2 separate regions of the Gossypium hirsutum genome follow, and region 1 is linked to region 2. Evidence: chromatin contacts called from public Hi-C data. All regions are on one chromosome and are shown on one strand. The core of a region is the stretch at or near the end of the contact, and the rest is flanking DNA. Distances in the headings are between cores, read along the strand shown.

Evidence for each region. Hi-C and Micro-C count contacts between places; a contact is called where the count stands out from the background.
Region 1: a Hi-C map of leaf shows a contact between it and region 2, with 2.2 times the contacts expected there. The contact joins the promoter of LOC107962965 here to the promoter of LOC107962253 in region 2. A contact is called at or near these places in 3 of 34 Hi-C or Micro-C datasets (leaf and petal).

What each region holds. Positions count from the first base shown.
Region 1 is chrA06:106,254,216-106,261,705 of Gossypium_hirsutum_v2.1, reverse strand. LOC107962965 (transcription elongation factor 1 homolog) reads left to right here and starts at 3,557. Exons shown (of 5, transcript XM_016899550.2): 1 at 3,557-3,700; 2 at 4,123-4,245; 3 at 4,459-4,529; 4 at 4,654-4,675; 5 at 4,779-5,114. The coding sequence starts at 4,133. The coding sequence ends at 4,896. It overlaps LOC107963350, which reads right to left and starts at 3,491. Exons shown (of 8, transcript XM_041115878.1): 1 at 2,987-3,491; 2 at 2,710-2,913; 3 at 2,060-2,554; 4 at 1,826-1,936; 5 at 1,141-1,326; 6 at 1-149. The coding sequence starts at 3,391.
Region 2 is chrA06:105,780,313-105,787,461 of Gossypium_hirsutum_v2.1, reverse strand. It overlaps LOC107962253 (guanylate-binding protein 1), which reads left to right and starts at 5,264. Exons shown (of 14, transcript XM_016898571.2): 1 at 5,264-5,868; 2 at 6,554-6,715; 3 at 6,805-6,870; 4 at 6,982-7,125. The coding sequence starts at 5,602.

The DNA of each region.
Region 1 (7,490 bases), core at 2,308-4,807, 480 kb before region 2:
TCACTATTAGAATTAGCTTGATGAGGTGCTTTTAGACAGCTTGGTATTTCACCAATCCAGGCACCAATATTGGTTTCTGTTGCTATTTCACCAGGCCAGCCAAAAGCATCCTTAATCTTTTGGATTACCAGTACACAAAATGTCTCCAACTACCAATACTCAATCAAGATCAGTTGATAAATAAAAGCAACTTTTTAAATTAATAAAAAATAATAATAAACCAGAAAAGATAAAAGAGAACAGAACTTCAAAAAGGAACTACGATTAAAGGTTTCAAACATTAGCCTCTAAATTGCTAGGGATGTTCACTTGAATGCATTGTGACCATATTATATACAATCAAGCCACCAGCAAGTTTTAAATTTACTCTTAATCCAAACTTAGTCCATTCTCTTAACTTATTAAACAGGGATGTACCACACAAGCTCAAACATCGCATATTAACGTACAGGCACAGTCCTAGAATGGTTCAGCTGTTCAGGTGCTCCTTGAACAGTATATGGGTCTCTGAAGAAGCTAGCAAGTTCCCTCTTTGCTAGAAGAATCAACAGTAAGAAATGGAAGTATAACATTTTTGAGAGAGTTGGAAATAATTTTCAAGAACATTGTGTTTGCCAAAGAGCTCTAGGTCATGGATAGGATGTGGATTAAATCTTGAGAAATAAAAATTTTCAGGAAATAAGCATTGCTCCTGGCCATCTGAGCTTGGTTAGGCATTGTTGTCGCAAAAGTGCAAACTAATCAGCAAGCAGAACAAGAAACGGGATGTGCCCTGATGGTTGTCTTAAAACTTTCTCTTTATGGCAGTTACTCTTCCTCCAAGTTTCTCCTCTGATGGTTAAGTTTGTTTAGCTACAAATACTTTTTCTTCTTGTTGCTAATATTTCTTCAACAAGATTCCTCTTCAGTCTATAAATGGTGCTCTAGAGTTATATATCAAATTCCTAAATCACATGAATCTTTGGCAGCAAAGAAAATACATGCAACACCACAAGGACAAATAGCATAGAAAATTCCTAGGGAAAACCAGTTTGCCTATTCTAATACTAGCATTAACAGAGCATGGATACAATAATAAATACACAGATATTACTGAAACTGAATTAGTACAAAGCCACAAAGAAACCAGTGTATTCCCACCTTTTCAGCATCTACAGATTGAATTGTTGTAGACTCAATAATTGATGATGGAGACCGAGATTTTCCAAGGTACTTCCCTCCTCTGCCTAGATAAGGAAAACTAAATAGACTGATACTACTGATGGTAATGAGAAGAATTCCACTTGCAATGATGGAAGATATTACTTTCAAGAAAGAAGAGTTCCTCTGTAAGAAATTGAAACAATTAGACAAAGACTAAGAACTTGATTCAATTCAAATACCAATACTTTTATCAGCTAGATCCTTCAAGTTCATAAAAGGCTAAACACCTTGAAAAGAAAAAGACCACAAAATAAGAGAAGAAAACAAAAAAATTTCAAATTAGTCAAATATAGCAAAGAGTTCATGAAATTCTAACAATTACTATTGAATATTCTCCAAGAGATAGTTTCAAACATCCTTGATATGTCTATCCAGTACTGGGTTTAACACTTCTCCAAGCATTATCAATAATCTTACACATACTTCCACAATAAAAAGCATTAAAACTTGTTTAATATTTGCTTAACTGATTTATTAAATTACAAATTATTTACAGTCACCTCCTATCTTAAAATTTCTAAACATCTAACATGCGGAGATCAGCCAATGCGCAAACAAAAGTATGATAAAACCAAACAACAATAAAGCTTCAAATTTTAACAATCAATATGCATTTTGATACCTTTGCTTTGGTCAAGCTGTTGTAATTGGCAACCATGCCACTGTGTAGTTGTTTCTTGGGCAGTGTGTAAACATCTTCATAGTACATATCTAATATATCAGCCAATCCAACCTACAAATTTTTATAAGCTAGCATCAAAAGAGAAGGATAGTATCTGCGAAATAATGCACAGTAATAAGCTAAATACAATAAATAAAGAAAAAGATGAAACACCAAAGGGAAAGAATAAAGTACCATTTGGGAGTGTGTCAAAAGAACTTGCCACCTACTCCCGTTAGATTCTCTCCATCCTTCAAACTTTACATCCTTAAGTGTATTTGCATCTATTTCCAGCCGATAGGCAGGTATATACTCACTTGTCCAAGCACTAAACTCATGACCACCATTCTTTTCCAGCTTAGACTGCAAAGGATGAGTCCACCAATAGTTTTTCTGCCTCAGATCCATAGCATTGAAACTCTCTTTACTGGAATTAAAACTTTCAAGAAGATTCCTGGCATTTTCAACAATATCATCTTCAAACACTTTATGTAAAACAACAGATGAATCTTTTGATACAATCCCTTTTGATTTCCGAAACCAGCGAAAGAAGCTTGAGGGAGTTTTTCCCAATAAATTTTCCAGGAAATGTTTTTCAGTGCTTTGTAAAGCTGAGATGCAAACTACTTCACCGAGCACAGAGATAACCCTTTCTTCTGATGACCGGAGAGTGAAAGAGGCTGGAACCTGCTGTTAGTAAATGCATAACAAGAGAACCGAACCTATCAGTATCAAGTGGAACCTGCAGAAAAAACATTAATTATGGCATTACACGGAAAAATCCGACATACAGATAACAAACTTGAACAGAATCCACAAAAATGAAATACCAGCGGTTATCTAACCTCTCTTGGATTTTCAAGATCTTCCATATCTCTTTCAGTTCCAGGTCGAAACAAAACCAGTTCGAAACTCCAAATCTTTTGCATAACCACTTGCCTAAAAGTCATAGCCAGTATGTTTTTTGCTGATGTTCCGGCAAAAATATCTTCAGAAAATGACTTTTTCAGCTTTTGAGCTTTTTCTTTAACTTTCCTAGCCGGCAAAAACTGTTCCCAAAAAAATTAGATAAATATTTAACGGCTAATTTCCTATTTTGATAAAGGACGGGAATGAACGAACCAATCGTGTAGAAACGGTGGCGCTTTTAGCGGTTGGACCTGGGAAAACGGTTTCAATAACCATAGCGGGGATACCGGAGTCGACGTGCTCGGTGGCGGCTCGGCCTCCATCAGCAGCAGCAGCCGTCAAAGCCTGATCGAAGCTAACGGCCCCAACGAGTGTGAGGCGAGCGAGGTCGTTTTCGTAGGTTCGAACACAAGGGAGCGTGGTTCCATCGGAGTCCGCTATGAATTTTAGGGCTTCCTGTTCGGTGGATGGAGCCGGCTTAGGAGAAGAACGGGAGAGGATAAGGAAGGGAATCTTGGGGTTGCGGAAGGGTAGCTTGGGGAAAGAAGTGAACTTTTGGGGGGAATGAGAGGGGAATTGGATGGAAAATGGACGGGAAAGTGAATGAGTGAAAGCCATTGATGATGAAAGCAGAGGGTTTTAGGGATTTTAGAAGGGTTTTTACTTTTTTTTCCTTTAATTTTTAGTTTTGAACGTTGAGGGCAGGCGCATGTTAGCTAGATGGACACGTGGGTAGACATTGAGCTAAATAGGTTGTAGGGTCTGGACAACTGTTTTCAAGAAAACGGTGTCGTTTAAACAGCCGTGCATTTAACTCTATAAATTAGAAAATCTCAATCCCTCTCTTCTTTCTTCTACTACCTCTGCTTGGAAACGCATCGAAAAGTTAGGGTTTTCGCTCCTTACGATTATCGAGATCGTCCTTTTGTAAGTTCAATTATTCTACTTGATTCTTTATCGATGAGATTCGAGTTATATTGGTTATCATTTTTTTTCTAAATAAAAATTTATTCTTTTTCTTCTCGCTTAGATTAATCTGGTGGATGTTTTGTCGGCCGGATTGATTAGCCTTTGAAATTTGCCTAATTCTTTTTTTTTCTAATATTGCATAACCTTAAGAAGAAAAGAAAATCGAAGAACGAATTTAAATGCTTTTTGAGAAATTTGAGGGGAAAAAATATTGTGTTTTACCGCTTAAACTAAATATTTTTTCCCGAAGGAAGAATGTCTAAAATAATTAGTTAGGGTTTGAATTGAAGAATCTGGTATTCTTTGAGAACTTTTTAAAAAAAAACTTTGTAATTTCAGAAATTTTATGCTTATTTTACTTGTAATTTGAAATGTTGAAGGAATTGAAGTATGGGAAAGAGGAAATCAAGAGCAAAGCCTGCTCCTAAGAAGCGGATGGATAAGCTTGACACTGTGTTCAGCTGCCCCTTTTGTAACCATGGAACCAGTGTTGAGTGCCGCCTGTAAGTACAAACTTCTTATGCTTGTTTTATGAGAAATTGTGCCCATATTGTGACCTAATAACTGAGATAATTTTGAGACAATGCTTCTTTTTCAACTTTCAATGGGTAAACATTGTTATCCATTTTTGTTTTTGATGAAAGATAAAAGGAAAAAGTTGTATTATGTCAATGGCGTTTGTATCATAAGAATTTACGAGAAAATATATGTTCCAGTGATATGAAGAACTTGATTGGCGAAGCCTCTTGCAGAATATGCCAGGAAAGCTTTAGCACTGTTATAACAGGTACTTATGATACCAATACCTTGTGGCTGGTAAAGAACTTCAAATATTTTGCAAGTTGTGATGAAAGCTAAGTTGGCTGCCTTTTTATTGACTCATCCATGTTTCTTTGTTTATGTATTTGCAGCTTTGACTGAACCAATAGACATGTAAGTGCATATCAATGTGATTTTTAGTGTTTGCTCCGTCACCTATCAGTGTGGAGTTTAGTCTTTACCTCACTCTCTTGCTTATATTCTTGTGACTTCTCAGATACAGTGAATGGATTGATGAATGTGAACGTGTTAACAACCTTGAAGAAGAGGACGATGGGGATCAGGATGAAGGTTATGTGCCTAGAAAACGGGTTTCGACATCTGAATGGGACTAGCAGTAGCGATGGATGTTTTAGTACTTACCAAGGCTGTAATTATGTTAGTTTTCTGTGGGGAGTAGTTGTGTGCAAGTATGCATATCTTACAGCATCTTATGGTATGAATAGCCTAAATGATCCATTGTATGCTAAGCAAGAGCTTCGTCAAATGGCTATCAGATACTCGTTTTGTGTTGTTATGTTGATTTAATGCAATTACGTGATCCTATTATGAATGATGCTGCACATGGTTTTACGCAAAGCTATCCGGTTTTATCGTCGAAGAGCTAAAAGATTAACAGCTTGTTTGGTTGGCTGTAATAGCCGACCGGTTCCATGTCCATCCTAAGTGCTACAGGACGTTAGTTTGGTTGGCTGAATGCTATTCAGCAGTATAGCTCATTACAGGACTACTATTCCTCAAAGTTCCTGAATAGTCATCTTTTTACTTCATCATCTGAATAGCTATTCTAAGCAACTCAAAATAGATATTATTCTTTTATTTCCATTTTAACCCAAAATCAAAAGGGAAAAGAAAAAAATTGGTAAGAACAAAAATCATTCAACACATCATCAAGAGAGAAATTTGCAGTAAATTGAAGAGAAACTTTGATTGAGTTAATTCATGGGTCATTGTAGGTGGGTATTCGATTGGTGGTGAATAAAATAGAAAAATAGTAATGAAAGCTACAAATAAGTTGGGTAGATCTGAATTTTTGTGATGAATTCTGGGAAAGCAAAACTAAGAGAGAAAAGAAAAAGAGAATCATATAATTATTTTGGATTGGTCACAACTAAAGTGGCGGTGGAGATAGCGATGATCGTTGTCAGAATCTGGAATTTAATAAAAAGCTTTCTCCAAATAATGAACATTTGAGAAAGAGAATAAATTAAAGAAGGAAAAAGTAAAAAAAACTTATATATTAATTAAAATTTATTATATTTATTTAATATTTTACCATTTTATTGAAGTACTATGAATATACATTTTACATATTGAATAATATAAATATATATTACATATTGAATAATAATTATATTAAAATATGATTAAATTATTTTATTTTTTATTAAATTATATTTAATAATAATTTTATTAAAAAATTAATAACAATAATCATATACTTAAAATAATTTTTATTAAGAGTATTTTGATAATTTTAGCTTTTTTCTTTATGCAATTATAAATCTATTTTCTTCAATCAAACACAAGAATACAATTATAATTTTATTTTATCTCATTCAACTAAACAATTGAATTAGTTATTACAGTTTTATTCTATCATAATTTTATTTTATTACAGCTCTATTCTATTCAAATAAACTAAAAGTAATGTAAAAAGATTTTCACAGTAACAAGTAACATTGACATTAATATTATTTTTATAAATACCGTATCGTTCTTGCCAAATTTAAAATAATTTATAAGTTTCCAAACATAGATGAAGTGATAATGACTTTAGATAGTGCGGATTTAGATATTTATTAAAGTAAATTGAATTTTTTAGATTTGTATATTTTAATTATTATCTGTAGTTCATTTAGATATTAATTAGGGTACTTTGTATCTTAATTCATTTTATTTTTCTCGAATGAACTTAGATGATGAATATTCAGTATGAATTCAGATTATGGATAGTTAATTTCATTTTATATGTTAAATAATTTAACTAATTTTGATTTGTACAACTATTTTTAAATTTAATTTAAATAGTAAAGGAATTTAGATTTAAAACAAATATTTGGATTTAAATTTAAAAATTTATTTAATTGGATGAAATGTGGATGTGGTTTTCCAATTGATTTAAAGTTTATTTAAATTATTATTTATTTGTATCTAGGTATTAATTTATTCATAATAAAGAAAATGTCTATTTCACGATTTGGCTCTTAAATTATATTTTTTTCTTATTTTGGTACTCAAAAAAAACTTTTTTTTGCCCAAAAGTGGTACTTAAATTACATTCACTTCTCAAATTAGTACCTAAAGTATATCTCTGCTATATTTTTAATCCATTTTTTTGTAGAGTTAAAAAAAAATCTTATTTGTGTTTAGTGTGTTAACTTATTCATAATAATAATAAAAAGACTTAATTAACAATTTGGCCTCTAAAATATACCCTTTTCTTCTTTTTGGTATCTAAACTTTTTTTGTCCAAATTGCTACCTAAAGCACACACATACCTTATTATTTTTAGTCCATTTTTTATAGCCGTTAAAAAAAAAATCTTGTAGCCCATCACAAAGTACCATGTGATGTTTTTTATCGTAAAAGCCAAATATTTTCTTTAATTATATGTGTTTATACATTAAAAAGTATAAAAATAGAAATAAATATATAAAAGTTTAGAAATATATATATTATCTAGAAAATATATAAATTATAAAAAAATTTAAAAATAAAATTTACAAATAATGGAAAAGGAATGAGTTGAAATTAAAAATATTATTACAAAAACAGTAAAAAATTGTGAAAAATATAAAAATAATAAAAAATATATTTTTATAAAATTCTAAAATATATAACCCTAAAATGTATTTAAATTTCAAGATTACTTGAAATTTAATTACTTTTATTTTAAATTTTTTATAAAAATTTTAAATTTTTATAT
Region 2 (7,149 bases), core at 4,015-6,514:
AATCTCTTACACACAATACCGTACCAATGCTATATCCCAGATATGGTCTTACATGTAATCTCGTATCGATGCTAATAGCCCAGCTATGGTCTTACACAAAGTGTCATATTGATGCCATATCCTAGATATGGTCTTACACGTAATCTCAGTAACCCTAATGTCATGACATTTGTATCCTATCTATTCCTAAGGTTCAACCGGGATTTCACGCTTTTTGAAACTTTGTCGAATACGACCAAGGGTCAGTTGCAATTCATACAATAATAAGTATTTAAAACATAATTAAAACAATGCATTATTTACATACGAACTTACCTCGACATAAAAATGGCGAAAAGGACCTAACCGTCAAATACTCGTTTTTCCCTTGTTCTAATTTCGAACCTTGTTTTTCTTGATCTATAATATCACATTTAACTTATTTAATCATTATACTATTAAAATCACCCCAAAATCACATTATGGCAAAAATTACATTTTTGTCCCTAAAGTTTGACATTTTTACAATTTAGTCCCTAGGCTTGTAAAATGAAATTTACTCAATTTCTTCAATACTCATGCCTAGCCAAACCTTATACATGCTTATAGCAGCCCAAAATTTTCTTTTATTCGCATTTTAACACCTACTTTACAACTTTTTACAAATAAGTCCTTTTTAAGTATTTTCATCAAAACTCATTTAGCAAAAGTCGTTTATCATACACCAAACATACATTTCCTACCATTAGACATCAAAATACACAATTTCCATCATGTTTAAAATCTTAGACCTTGATTATTTCTTAAATTAGTGGTAGAAATAGATAGATCATGTTACAAGGATTTCAAAAACATAAAAATCATTAAAATCAGGGCTAGAACGGACTTTCAATCGAGCTTGGAAGCTTGAAAACCCCTAGCCATGGTTTATTTTTGGTACATTCAGCCATGGGGTAGAAGATGAGCAAAAATTGGATTTTAATTTGGCTTTTTAATTCATTTAATTACAAAATATTAAAATGCCCTTAATGAAAAATTTTAAAAACATACCTAACCTTGTCCAGTTTTGTCCACCAACTTAAGAAATGGTCTAATTACTATCTAAGGACCTCTAATTTAAAATTTCATAGAATTAGACACCTCTAGCTTATAGAACTCAAGTTTTTCACTTTTTGCAATTTAGTCTTTTTGACCAAATTGAGTGCCCAAACGTCAATTTTTGAACGAAATTTTCACAAAATCATTCCATAAAACTATAGACCATAAAAATATAATAAAAATAAATTTTTTTGCGTCAGATTTCTGGGCTCGAAACCATTGTTCCGATTAGACCAAAATCGGACTGTTACAATTTCCCTATTTTAGAGTAAATCGGAAGCTTGTTGGAGTGGCAGCTTGGCGGAGATCACTCACACTATCCATTGGTCCATGTCGGTACAATATGGTAAAGTAGTTATAGTTACAATGGCATGTATAGGTTATATTGGCCCTATTGGCATGTAAATGTAAATGATTATTGTGATCTAACCATTGGAATGGCTAGTGATGATTTTATTTTGGTACATGTATATATGTATTTAAATTTATTTTATGGAGATAACATAAGTATTTATTATTGATTGATTGAGAAAGGTTAAATGAGTATGCTTATAAAAAGTAAGTTTAAAAGCATGAATGCATGTAACAGTATATCATGTTAGATGTTATAAATTGTTTGAATTCAATGCTTGGATTGGATGGTATTTGGATGTAAGTTTGGTATAGGAATTTGGTATGATTTTGGGTGAGAAATGAAGCTAGGAATGGCTTTATTTTGTCCACACGGGCAGACACAAGGGCGTGTGTTTAGACCGTGTATGACACACAGCCTGGTACATGGGCGTATGGTTACGCCGTGTGTCTCCTGCATCTTAAATTCGAGAAAATAAAATGCTCAGAATTGAGCACACGAGCAGGGACATGGGCGTGTGTCTCAACCGTATATGCTACACGACCTGGAATACGGGCGTGTGTCTTGGTTGTGTGCAGCCTGCACCTAATTTCAAAAAGAATTAATTAACCATACAGGCGTGTGGCATGGCCGTGTGCACAAGTTAGAGAGTTACACGGGGTCGAACACTGCCTGTAACACGGGCGTGTCCCAGGGACACACGAGCGTGTCCCTAGGACCACGAGGGCGTGTGTGCCTTATAACTTGGAAAATTTTTGAAATTTTGTGAAAAATTCTTAGAGTTTCCGATTAAGTTCGAACTCGATTCTAATGCTCGTATTGGCCTCGAGGGTCCATTTAAGGTATGTTATGAATAATCTCGGATAAAGAACAGCGATTGACATGATTTGTTTGTAAATGTTCTGAAAGTTTCGGTAATGCTCCGTAACCCTGTTCTGGCAATGTTTCGTAACCCTGTTCTGGCAACAGATATAGGTTAAGGGTGTTACATAAAGTTTACACCATGTTTAATGTTTCCTATACTATCAACTATGTCAAATCTTAGCTCAAATCAATTCTTTGCTCTCTTTCTTTCTTAGCTCAAATCATTTGCCCTTATCTCCATTCCACTTAAAAAAGTTCATGTGCTGCTAATGTTTCGATCTACCTCCTTTATTAGCATTATGGATGAATTTATTGTTTTGCCTTAATTGCCTTGCTGCAATAGTTGTCTCATGTTTAGATATATATCATATATTCTTATCCTGCTCTATATGGTCCCCTATATATTTATATTCTTCATATATATAATTAGTTTCCTTTTTAATTGATTTACAGAGCTGTGGTGGGAGAAATAGGTAGTAAAAATTCGGTTTTGAAAACAATTCCATCAATAGTGCAAGTAAGCCTTAATGTGAGCCAAGAAACAACTCAACATTTCTTACAGATGTTGTGCCGATTATCATTCCCCTAATGAATTTGTACCAATCTTAACGTCGGTCATGGAGTGTGATCAACAAATTCATGTTTCTACCATTTGTGGGTGTTTAAGTTTGAACTTGTATTGTAATAAAAATGTAATCTAAGTATATTGGAGTAAAGTGGTTTAAGAATTGGTCCTTGTCAAATTTGAATATATAAAGTAATGGAATATTGAGTAAATTTCATTGGTAATCATATATCTATTAGAAAGTTTTTTTTTGGTCTCTCAATTTAAAAAGTTATAAAATGGTCACTTAATTATTTAATTATTTTACTTACAGTCACTAGCCATTAAGTAACTAATGGAAAATTGATGCGGTAGCTTTTAAAATTGGTATAATAACAACTTTAATCCTTAACATTTATAGTAATGCCAATTTAATCTTTGATTATAAAAAATTTAACTTTCAACGCTTACATATTGTAATTTTATCCTTTTACACTTTTGCTTTTCTTTGTGACATTTTCTAACATTATCCTTACATTTGATTCAATGGACAAGTGAACAACGACAAGAAATAGAATGACCCAAATTTGAAAAAATATAGTCATTTGTCTAAAATATTAAGAATGTAATTAAATTATATATTATTCTATTAAATTGTATTTAATAATTATGTTAAAATATGATTAAATTATTTATTATGATTTTTGTTAATTCATATTTTAATAATAATTATATTAATAATGTTATTAAATTATATATTATTTTATTAAATTGTATTTAATAATAATTATGTTAAAATATGATTAAATTATTTAATTTATATTTTTATTAAATTATATTTAATAATAATCTTATTAAAATTTAATAACAATAACAATAATCATCTACCTAACAAAAATTATGCTAAGGGTATTCTAGTCATTTAAGTATTTTTTCTTATACTATTACAACAGTTATTCCATCCAACCAAATCCAAGAATACTATTACAACTCTATTCAATTGTTATTCAATTCCATTGAGCTAAATAATTAAATTATTGATTACAATTTTATTCTATTACAACCTTATTCTATTCACCCTAATCAAACGTGATGTAATAGTATTACATTTCTTTGAGGGCTTTGTTTCTATACTGGACTAGGCCATGGTGGCCTCTGTTTGTATGGGATTTTGTTTCTCGATTTTGTAATCCTTTTCTCTATTAAATGAAATCGTATCATTGTTTAAGCAAAATTGAGGCAAAAGACTAAAGGCATCAAATGCATGATTTAAGACTATTTAACCAACTTTTATAATGTTATGGCCTCAATTGATTTCGCTGGAAATTGTCATATTACAAAGGTTATTTTATAATTGGGACCATTAAGACCAAATTCCCTCGTCTTGTTATTATAGGTATTTATTTACATTTGTATTACCTTATGTTATAATTATATTTAAAGTTGATATTGTATGTATTTAATAATTTAACAAGTTGCATTATATTAATTTTGATATTTTGATATATTTTTATTTATTTACTTTTTGTTAAGGATAAATGATTAAAATAGTCACTTTTATTTGCCTTGGGTTATATTTTAGTCACTTATATTTGAAATGTTACGTTTTAGCCACTTACATTATCATTTTGTTACGAAATGGTCACTCTGCCATTAATATTTGTCACCTCCCAAATGGCAATCTGACATGATAATTAAAATGGGTTTTAAATGCTAACGTGGATGAGAAAAATTAATTTTTTTTACTAAGACTAGAATATAAAATTTTGCCCTAAAACCCAATTTGCTCCAGTCTAAAAAGAAGCAACATTTGACTTTTTTTTTGTTAATTTACTTTCTACTATTTTGGTTCAATAAAGATAATTATGAAAATGAATGATTTTTTTTAGTTGAAATGGAAGCAAAAACCAAAACAGACTAAGTGTTATTTTTTTTCCGGTTCAAGGATGAATCTAATGTATTGGTCTTGATTATTTCGGGAAACCAAATTAATATTTTCTTTTAATTAATTTAGAAAATTCAATCAATTAAGTTTATTTAATTAAAAAATAATTAATTATTTGGTTGGACATCTACGATGGTATTTAAAACCCATTTTAATTACCACATTGGACTATCGTTTAGAAGGTAATAGATCTTAACGACAGAATGACCATTTCGTAACAAAATGAAAATATAAGTGACTAAAATGTAACATTTTAAATATAAATAATTAAAATACAACCTAATACAAATAAAAGTGATTATTTTGACAGTTTATCCTTTTTATACATAACTTAGTTTTCTTTGGGGTTAAAAAATATCTTAGTTTTATATTCATTAATAAAGACTAAAGTCAAGAAGGAAGTAAGAAATAAACTAAAAGAATAAACTCTTGGCCACCAAAAAAAAAAAAAAACCTAAAAGAATAAACTCTTGAATAAAAAGAAAATCCGAAAACTCCTTTATTAACAAGCTGTCGTTCAGCGTATGAGACTAAGCAAATGGAAAGACTAAAACACCCTTACGCTACACGCGCATTAAACAAAGAAATCAAGTACATCAGCGTAATTTCGTATTCATCACCATCAATATAAAATAATAAAAGCCCATAAGCGTGTATCGCTTCATTTCCCTCCCCAATTTGAAACCTTTCTCTGTGGGGTGGAAAACCCAATATAACGTTGCAAGAACATAGTCCCCAATAAACTTTCTAAATTAGAATCAAAAGCGAAGAGAAATTAGAGAGAAAAATTAAGTGAACAACGCAGGATCTCAAGAAAAGATGATGAGATTTTTTGGTATGGGAAAGGACTCCACCGTCGATGTGTCGCCGCAGTCATTCGGTCATTCGGCGTCTGCATCAGCGTCTGTGTCGGCCGCCCCGGTGACTGGTCCCGCAAGGCCGATTCGGTTGTTGTACTGTGACGAGAAAGGGAAGTTCCGGATGGATCCGGAAGCGGTCGCGGCTTTGCAGCTTGTTAAGGAACCAATTGGGGTCGTTTCGGTCTGTGGCCGGGCTCGTCAAGGCAAGAGCTTTATTTTAAATCAGGTAATTTTATTTGTATTTTCTGTTTACTTGTTTTGAAGACAAATTGGAGGAAATTTATGTTCTTTCGGTGTTTTCGTAGGCGAAATAACGAATTCTAAGGTTTGTGATTTTAGTAGTAGGGATGCCGTAAATTTAGGGGTTTAAAGGGATCAAGTGTGGAATGTAGCATTTTGGTTTAAATTTTCTGTTTTTAGAAGCCTTCATTTATTATACCCGTGATATCAACATCAAATTTAAGTTTCTGCAAGTGCATTTCAGCTTATAAAGATACAACCAACGAGGTTGAGTACTATGCTTTCTAGAAAGATCTTAGGTAGAGGTAATTATAGTTTCTGAGTTACAATTTATAAGCGAGCATGAGTGAAGAGATACTTATATTTATGCGTCCGATGTGAACATGTTCACTCTGTGCATGGGAGTTTAATGCAAATGCTACTATAAAACTTAGTTGAATGATCCAAGTCTGACCAGCTGTTTATCATTTTCGATAGACCTAGATTTGAGATGGTTTAGCTTGTATCCTTTTGTTCTCAATCTTTGGAGAGGGTGGATATTTGAGCTATGTTTGGTTTCATGGTTAAATATTATGTAATTGTAAATGATTTTCCCTAATTGAACCTTGTATGGCATCTGTTTTTTTTTTTTTTGAATCAGCCTTTGATTTTTTATTTTTTATTTGCTATAGCTACTTGGAAGGAGTAGTGGATTTCAAGTAGCACCAACTCATCGTCCGTGTACAAAAGGGCTTTGGTTGTGGAGTGCACCATTAAAGAGAACTGCTCTTGATGGAACTGAGTACAATCTTTTGCTGTTAGATTCTGAAGGAATAGATGCCTATGATCAAACAGTTTGTTTTCGCTTACCTTTTTGACAATGGATTGGTTATTAAGTAGTTTGATTGTTTTGACTTATGCTTGTATCTTGTAAACTTGACAGGGAACATACAGCACACAGATTTTTTCATTAGCTGTCCTCTTATCTAGTATGTTCATCTACAACCAGGTCTGTATTTTATTAAAGAAAGTATTGATATTTTTTTCCTTTGGACTGGCTTGTTAACGAGGGTCTTTTTACCATTTCCCCAAGTTTTGATTGTCTACTTCTGATATTTAGATGGGAGGTATAGATGAAGCTGCACTGGATCGTCTTTCTCTTGTCACTCAGATGACAAAACATATTCGAGTTAAAGCTGGAGGAAGAACAACCTCAGCTTCTGAACTAGGGCAATTCTCCCCCATCTTTGTTTGGCTTCTAAGGGTAATATTTGACTACAAACAGACC